Regions from separate parts of the Sus scrofa genome. Here region 1 is linked to region 2. The links are chromatin contacts, called in public Hi-C maps. All regions are on one chromosome and are shown on one strand. The core of a region is the stretch at or near the end of the contact, and the rest is flanking DNA. Distances in the headings are between cores, read along the strand shown. Region 1 overlaps TTC7B (tetratricopeptide repeat protein 7B). Region 2 has its middle 13 kb from the start of CALM1.

Region 1 (3,771 bases), core at 487-2,986, 190 kb after region 2:
ATCCACACATGTAGACGTGCAATTCCAGGTATTTGCAATTCCCCTCAATTAGGACGGAAAACTCAGAGTCAATTGTACCGATGGTCAGAGTTTACCGGAACTTGGAAGCTTCTCTGGGAAATCCTCTAAAATAGCTACAGAGATGGAACACAAGAGCCAAGCTGGTGGTGAACTGGGTCTGAACCCTGGAGTTCTTGCCACAGTTTTGTCCCTTCCCAGCTCTGCGATAGATAGTTCCTGGTACACAAGAAATACTGAATGTAATAGAGGGGCCTTGGATCGGAAACCAGAGCATCTTTCAGGCATCTTAGGGCTGGACTGCAAGAGTCAAGGCAAGTTCCCAACATTCCTAAACTCAGTTTTCTCATCCGTAAAATGGGTCTAATATAACATGACATTTACCCATTTTATGGGGCTGCTTTGAAGATGAATGAGAGTATACCTTGTAAAGAGGAAAGCACCACCCAAATACTGGTGACTATTAGCACGAAAAGGGGGTTCCAATTTCCAGCTGAGGTTAGAGCAAAGAAAGAGTCTTTTTAAAAAACTTTCCACGCTTTTCGTTAAGGTGATCAAAATGGACTGAGGAAGAAAACTTTTCTTCCAATCATATGGCTACAGGATGCAGATGGTGCAAGTGGCAGTGACAAGAAGGGAGAGAACGGGTCAATAACAAAAAAATTAAAATAAAGAAAAAGACATGGGTTGTCAACTCAGAGGCAGCCTGGGTGGTAGAGAGGGCTCGATGGTAGCCAGACCTGGGTCTGAACCACAGCTCTACTAGTCGTTTAACTGAGAACACCTAGAGCAAGTTCTTTCACCTCGTGGAGCTTCGGTTTTATGTTCCAGGAAGGGGAAAGAACTGGAGCTATCTTGGAAGGCTGAGGCTGGGGTTTGAAGGGGCACTGTCCGTTGCTGAGATGCTTCCGTGCAGGGAGGCTGCTGGCCTTCCCGCGAGGCTTTGGCCGGAAGTCACGCTGTCTTGAGCAGCCAAGTCAACGTATACAAGGATGGAGGGAAGCTGTACGCTTCCCCAAGAGGGGAGACTAAGCAAGAGGCGGACTTCCACCCTCAATGCAGGCCAAACTGCAGACCTGGGGAAATCTCTCCAGGCTTCTGCCGTGACCAACACCTGCCAAATGCACTCTCAGGAGGGTGCCACCCACCCTTTGCTCAGAGCAGGAGATGCTTTCTTGGCTCAGCCTGCAGGCGGACCGCTTTCTGGGCTGAGGCTCAGTTTGGCCACTGGCTCAGAGGGTGGTTCTCCTTCCAGCAAAAGTAAAGGCGAGGGACAGGATCAGAGAACATGAAGCGAGGCCGAGTCTCAGTCTGGACCCATTCCTGCCCATGCCTTCTGTGTCCCCCTCCCGAGGCCGGTGCCAGCCCCCGAGGGGGCCATTGGGGGTGGGGAGCAGTGGGAAGCCCTGGCAGGGTGAGCAGAGGCCCCCTCCCCCAACTGAGCCCACTTGGAAACCAGGGCGCCTGAGCCCGGAAGTTGGTGCAGACCTGCTCCAGCTGGAAACCAACCACCTCCTGCCGAGATGCTTTCTGCTCGGGTTTTATGTTTTTTCAATGGGGATGCTTCTCACCCACTTGTTCCTGTGATCCTGTCCTTTTCTCAAACCCTGTGTGACCCAAGTCGAGTTTTGGGGGCCCAGAGCCACTCTCTCCGGGGAACTGAGGAGTGCACTGTCCCTGTGGGGACACAGCCCGCCCCCTCTCCGCCGTCTTCCACTGCCAGGGTCACGTCCTCCCGGCCACACTGGGGAGGATGTCTAAATTTGCACAATGGTGAGGGCTACAGGAGAAACATTTATTTTTATCCCGGAGAAAATCAAGTTAAAAAAACAAACAGGAAGCTCTTTAATAAGGGGCTGCTGGACGGCCACCCCCTCACTCAAGGCTCCTGGAGGAGCTGCAGGGAGCAGCTCTGGGGGTGGCTGGGCCCCCCTCCCCCACCGCATCCAGACTCCACGCCTGGAGCCAGGGTTCCTCCCTGCTCTGGCCCTGAAGGATCCTTCAGGAAACGGAGGAAGTATGGACACAGCCCAGGCATTTGGTTAAGTATTTTTAAAAAGCTTTCCAATTCTGCTATTTTTTTTTTTTTTTTCTCCTCACATTCAATATTCTTGGTTGCTAAGTGGGAGGAAATGTGGGGAGGTGGGAGAGGTGTGGAGAGCCGAGGGAAACTTGGCAACGTGCAAGCTGATGGATCTATTTTCTCGTTTCTAGAGGGGGTACAGGCAAAGGAACGTGCTCCTGGAGGAAGCCAGCAGCTCGGAGAGCAAAGACCTGGAGCTGGGCTTGTGGCAGTGACTCTTCTCCAACTCCTGCTGCTTCTGGTTGGCAGGAGTGGGGGATTTGGGGGACATAAATAGGGCTTTTTTTTCGGACCCTACCTGCTGCATATGAAAGTTCCCAGGCTAGGGGTCGAATGCCACAGCCACAGCAATGTGGGATCCGAACCGTGTCTGTGACCTTCATCACAGCTTACGGCAACGCCGGATCCTTAACCCACTGAGAGAGGCCAGGGATCGAACCCGCATCCTCATGGATACTAGTCGGGTTCTTAACCTGCTGAGCCACCACGGGAACTCCAATATGGATGTCTTCTGTTTCTGCCTACAGACTTAGAAAAGCAGAATTTTTTAGGAAAGTAAAATGGTCTTTATCTCCAGGACATGCCCACAAAAGGGAAGAGGCCCATCTCATGATTATCTTTTTACCAAGGGGAGGATGGGCGAGGCGGGCCTGGTGTGTGCCACAGGCTCAGGTTGGGAAGGGGACTCTTGCCTGAGTCTTGTGACTCAGGCTCTGCAAGAGCAGACCCTGGCTGGGCTCCCCCTCTTCTAGCTGCACGGCCCCCCGGGGCCCGTGTCCTGGCTCCGGCTAACGGCAGCTCGCAAGGACCCATGTCGTTAACAGGGTCCCGGTTTTGAACACGTTTTTAACCGCAGAATCTTTTGTAAAACAAGATCTCATGTGGAACCCCACCTGCCCCCTGCTGCTTTCTTAACCCTGGCCACTTTCCTCGCCTGCCGGCAGACCCGCCCCCAGCCCACCTGCCTGCCTCCTGGTGGGCTGGACTGGGCGGGCCACACCTTGTGCGCATCTATGATTTGAGTTGTGCATTTTTATGCCTCTGACTCTGAGAGGCAGAATGGGGGCTGTGAGCTTGAAAATTATTCTGTGTGTACGAGCAGTTGTTTGAATTCACCTGAATCATTAGGTCCCTTTTCATTAAATCACTGCCTGGGTCAGGGCACACTCAGTAATCTAGACACTTGCAGGGGTGAAACTGCCTGCGACCTGAAAGCAGTGTCTTTCAGCGGATGCTGGGAGCTGACTAGTGGACCGTCCCCAGATTATCTGCCTCTGCAGGGTGGGTGCCTGTGACTGATTCCCACTGGCCAAGCCATTTCACAGCTCAGGGGGTGCAGAGTGAGCTGGTAGAAAACCTATGAATTTTCTCTGGTCAAGATACAATTAATTTCCACCGAAACAATGTATTTCATTGTTCTGTAGGGTATATTTGTTAAGCAGTTATTTGCAAATTCATTTCAGCATTTCTATCTTTCAAATTCTTCTTTGAATGGGTCTTAGCATTTTATTGCTTCCCTCATTAGTTAATGAGGCAAATAAAACCTGTGATATGGGCTTCTATAATTTGTTTGAGTCATGACTTAGGCTTTTTGACAATTATACTTTATCATGCCAATAGCAATTTCTACTCTCCTTAGGAGGATGCGGCCTGTTTATGCTGGTCTTTAA
Region 2 (3,573 bases), core at 58-2,557:
GAATTTGCACCTACGCAGCTCAAATAAAACCATCAGACATCATCTCCCGAAAACAAGACAACCATGGCTTATTTCCACTCCCCCAGCTCTAATTCACCCAGGAAACACATATATTTTTTTTTTCTTTCACTCATATATACGGAAGGTAACCCTGAACAACCATCACTTTTGGAACAGTAAAACATAATATGAGGACCCCCCCCTTCTCAGAGGGGGGTGAACATCGGAGATGAAAGCGGGATCCACACCCAAACACACGACGAGTCGCCTAAAATGGCAACTAAACTGACAGGATCAAAATAATTTCAGCCAACGTCTGCTATCATGTCTGTCTAGCAAGCTCCGCTTGGCCCCTGCAGGCCACTGTCTCCGGAGCCGAGAAAGTTCCCTAGGCGGTTGTGGGATTTACAGCTCTGAAAAACAAAAACCGCATTCCCTGCAGGCGGGACCGCGCACAGCGCGAGCAACAACCATGACGTATTCGGAGGAGCTTTCCAGAACTGCCTTCCAGCCCGAGCAAAAGCCCAGGAAGCCAACCTCCCCTTTGCTTCTAGAAATGGAGAGGAGTCAAATCACCCTCCCTGCGCCCGCCGACAGAACGCAGACCCAGCGGTTTTCGGGAAGCGCCGCCTAAACCTCCTGTCAGACCCCCTCCTTCCTGGGTGGCCACTCTGCCCTGAGCCGCGAGCCCTCGAATCCTACCCCACCACCTCCCTGGGACCTGAGCAAAAACGAAACAACCCACCACCATAGAAAAAGGGAACAGAAACCCCCAGCAAAACTTCTGTCGCAGAGCCTATTTCCACTGTCCCCAAAAGCTCCACGAAAAACCCCCTGCGTCCCAGCCGTCCGCGGTGCCTCTAGTAAAGATGGCGGCCATAGGCGGAGCCGCTCCCTCCCGAAAGCAGCCTGCTGACCCTCCTCCAGCCACGGCCATTCACGCGGGGTCCTCCACGCCCACCGCGGCTTGACGCATTGCAGGTGCGGAGCGGCCAATCAGGCGTCTCGACTCTTTCCGGCCAACGACTGCAGGGTCGCGCTGGCCAATCAGAGCGCCCTTGTCAAACTGAAGGAGGAAAGCAGCCTCGGCAGCGCCAACTAAGCAACCGGCTCCAGAGCTGCGCGTTTGGGGCGTGTGAAAGAGGACTGCCTGTGTTCCTCCGCCGGGAGATGTAGTGCCCTCGCCCGCGCCGCGCCCCGCCCCGCCCTGCCCGCCCGCGCGTACTTGAAAGGCTTAGGCGAGAGGCGCTCAGGTTCTCTTCCCGCTGGAGCGTCGCGAGACACGGAGTTTTCCTAGAAACAAGCCTAAATCCCTTTGCCAGGCTCGTGGCCCTCCGAGGGGCGATCGGAAACCACCCTCGCCCTCCCCCCTAGCTCATTGAGGCCGCGTTCGCGTTTACGCGGCACCTTGTGTGATAATAGCAGCCACCGGAGCGATAAGAAGAAAACCTCGCCTTATCTCGAAACCCCAACTCGATCTGCCTCCGAGGCGACCCTTCCTGTTTACTACGAGCCGAGGCCCGGCCGCCCGAAAGCACCGTCGTGGGCACTTTTGTTTCAGAAGGGCCGGTTTCCATTTCCCTCCTGTGATTTCCTTATCTCGTCCCCGCGGGCTCGGGTTTTCCGCTGTGTCTGCATAGAAGGGGCCGAGGGGATGGACCAGGAGCCGGCCTGGGGGGCATGGGACGGACGAGGGTAGATTAACAGACTGTAGCCTGAGAACCGACGGTTAGCTCCTCAGTAAACCGAGGGGGCATTCTTCGGTGCCGAGGATAGGCTCTCCTAGATAGAGGAGAAGGCTTAATAAAATCACCTGTCAAACGAGCCAGATCTGGTACCACAGTCTGCATACCTCTGATCCCTCATTACACAGTGAACAGTCTGAGACCCGGGAAGATCAGTTGACACCCCTGCAGTCACATAGCAGTTGAGGAGCAGAGCACAGAATAGAATCTAGGTTGTCTGTGTCTCAAGCCAGTGTTTTTATGCTCTAGTAACACCCCATCTTCTGGAGCTGATGCTGTGAGATGGCTCAAGCATTTGGGGAACTTTGCTGTATAACTGAAGGAAGGTCTAGGAACTAAAGCAACTAAGTTTTCCCTGAACGTAATTTTCAGTGTCCTGCAGAAAAAGGAGCAGAGATGAAATGTTAGTTGGTTAATTCTCACTGCTACAAGAATCTAGCTAAGAAAATGAAACCCTGTGGATTTCTAGAACTGCCATTTTATTTAAATGTGATTTTATCCTCTCTCTGTGATTTTGGCACCATGGGGCTTGGATGATCTAATGATTTTTGTGATTAAACTAGTGTCTATTCACATCCTGATTCTCAGATTATGCTATTAATGGTTTTTCCTGAGGTTTTACAACCTGTGTAGTGATGTCTGCACTGGACCTGTATAAAGGTTGTTCTTTGATCTAAGGCTATAGTTGCCAGTTGCTGTTTATTACTGCTTCTTAAACTTTTACTCAAAGCATAGCTCAAAAAGGAGAAAAGCTGTGGTCTTCTTTCTGTAGGTGGCTGGTAATCATCCCCAAAGCTGTTTGCCAAGTGAGTGAATATCTGAACTTGCAAATGAGCAACTCACCATAAAAATACCTCCCCAAAGAAATAATACATCATATTTCTTTTGCAGTGGGTATGGTATAGGAAATATGTACCATGACTTCTTGGTATCAAGTCAGATTATAATGTGAGATAAGAGCTTTTACTGTGCCACTACTGACATTGGGAATTCTTGGCTAAGTTCCTCTGTTCTCTAGACCTCAATTTTCTATTCTGTGGAATGAGAGGATTGGATTAGAGGACTTCCAGATCTGTTCCAGCGCTAATACCTGATTCTTCTATGAAGAAGTTAGACCATAATTTCACTGTGACATTATATTTAGGCTGGTGTGCTTTAAGCCTTTTAAGACACTTTTATTTTCATGCTCAATCTTCAGAATATTTCTGGAGGGAGAGACCCCATTTACCAAGAAGTTAGGTTTACTGTAGATTCATCTATTTTTATAATGATTTTCATTTTTTCCATTATAGCTGATTTACATTGTTCTTGTAGATTTATCTAAATGTGAATCAGTGTGCCACAAAATATTCTTAGTACCTATCAAAGCTGCTACTTTTTGGTGGTCAGCAAATTAGCTCACTAAGGACAGGGCCTATTGAATTTATATTCTTAATTTTTTTTATTTTTTATTTTTTTGTCTTTTCTAGGGCTACACCCACAGCATATGGAGGTTCCAGGCTAGGGGTCTAATCGGAGCTATAGCCACCGGCCTACGCCACAGCCACAGCAACATGGGATCTGAGCCGCGTCTGTGACCTACACCACAACTCATGGCAACGCTGGATCCCTAACCCACTGAGCGAGGCCAGGGATCAAACCCGCAACCTCATGGCTCCTAGTTGGATTCGTTAACCACTGAGCCACGAAGGGGAACTCCATGAATTTCATTTTATGTTCCGTGAGGTCAGTAAAACTGTTGAAGGAATGAATGAACAATAATAAAGGACAGAAGTAGAAAAAAGAACCAGAATGTGAAAGGGTCTTGTGAGTTCCAAGAAAATCAACC

The links. A called contact is a pair of places that touch in the nucleus more often than the background predicts.
Region 1: a Hi-C map of liver shows a contact between it and region 2, with 3 times the contacts expected there. The contact joins two enhancer-like sites. A contact is called at or near these places in 1 of 5 promoter capture datasets (fetal skeletal muscle), 1 of 47 Hi-C or Micro-C datasets (liver) and 2 of 2 datasets of contacts at active chromatin or transcription factors (alveolar macrophages and skeletal muscle).

The regions. Positions count from the first base shown.
Region 1 is chr7:112,335,720-112,339,490 of Sscrofa11.1, forward strand. The region is part of intron 16 of TTC7B (tetratricopeptide repeat protein 7B); the gene reads right to left. Among named protein-coding and RNA genes, the nearest start is that of CALM1, 180 kb to the left of the region's middle. Within about 2 kb of position 1,737, at least 11 of the 83 cell types and tissues checked have an H3K27ac peak or open chromatin away from gene starts, as enhancers often do. A contact at or near this core is called in liver, where this site is marked.
Region 2 is chr7:112,146,049-112,149,621 of Sscrofa11.1, forward strand. No RefSeq gene overlaps it. Among named protein-coding and RNA genes, the nearest start is that of CALM1, 13 kb to the right of the region's middle. Within about 2 kb of position 1,308, at least 83 of the 83 cell types and tissues checked have an H3K27ac peak or open chromatin away from gene starts, as enhancers often do. A contact at or near this core is called in liver, where this site is marked.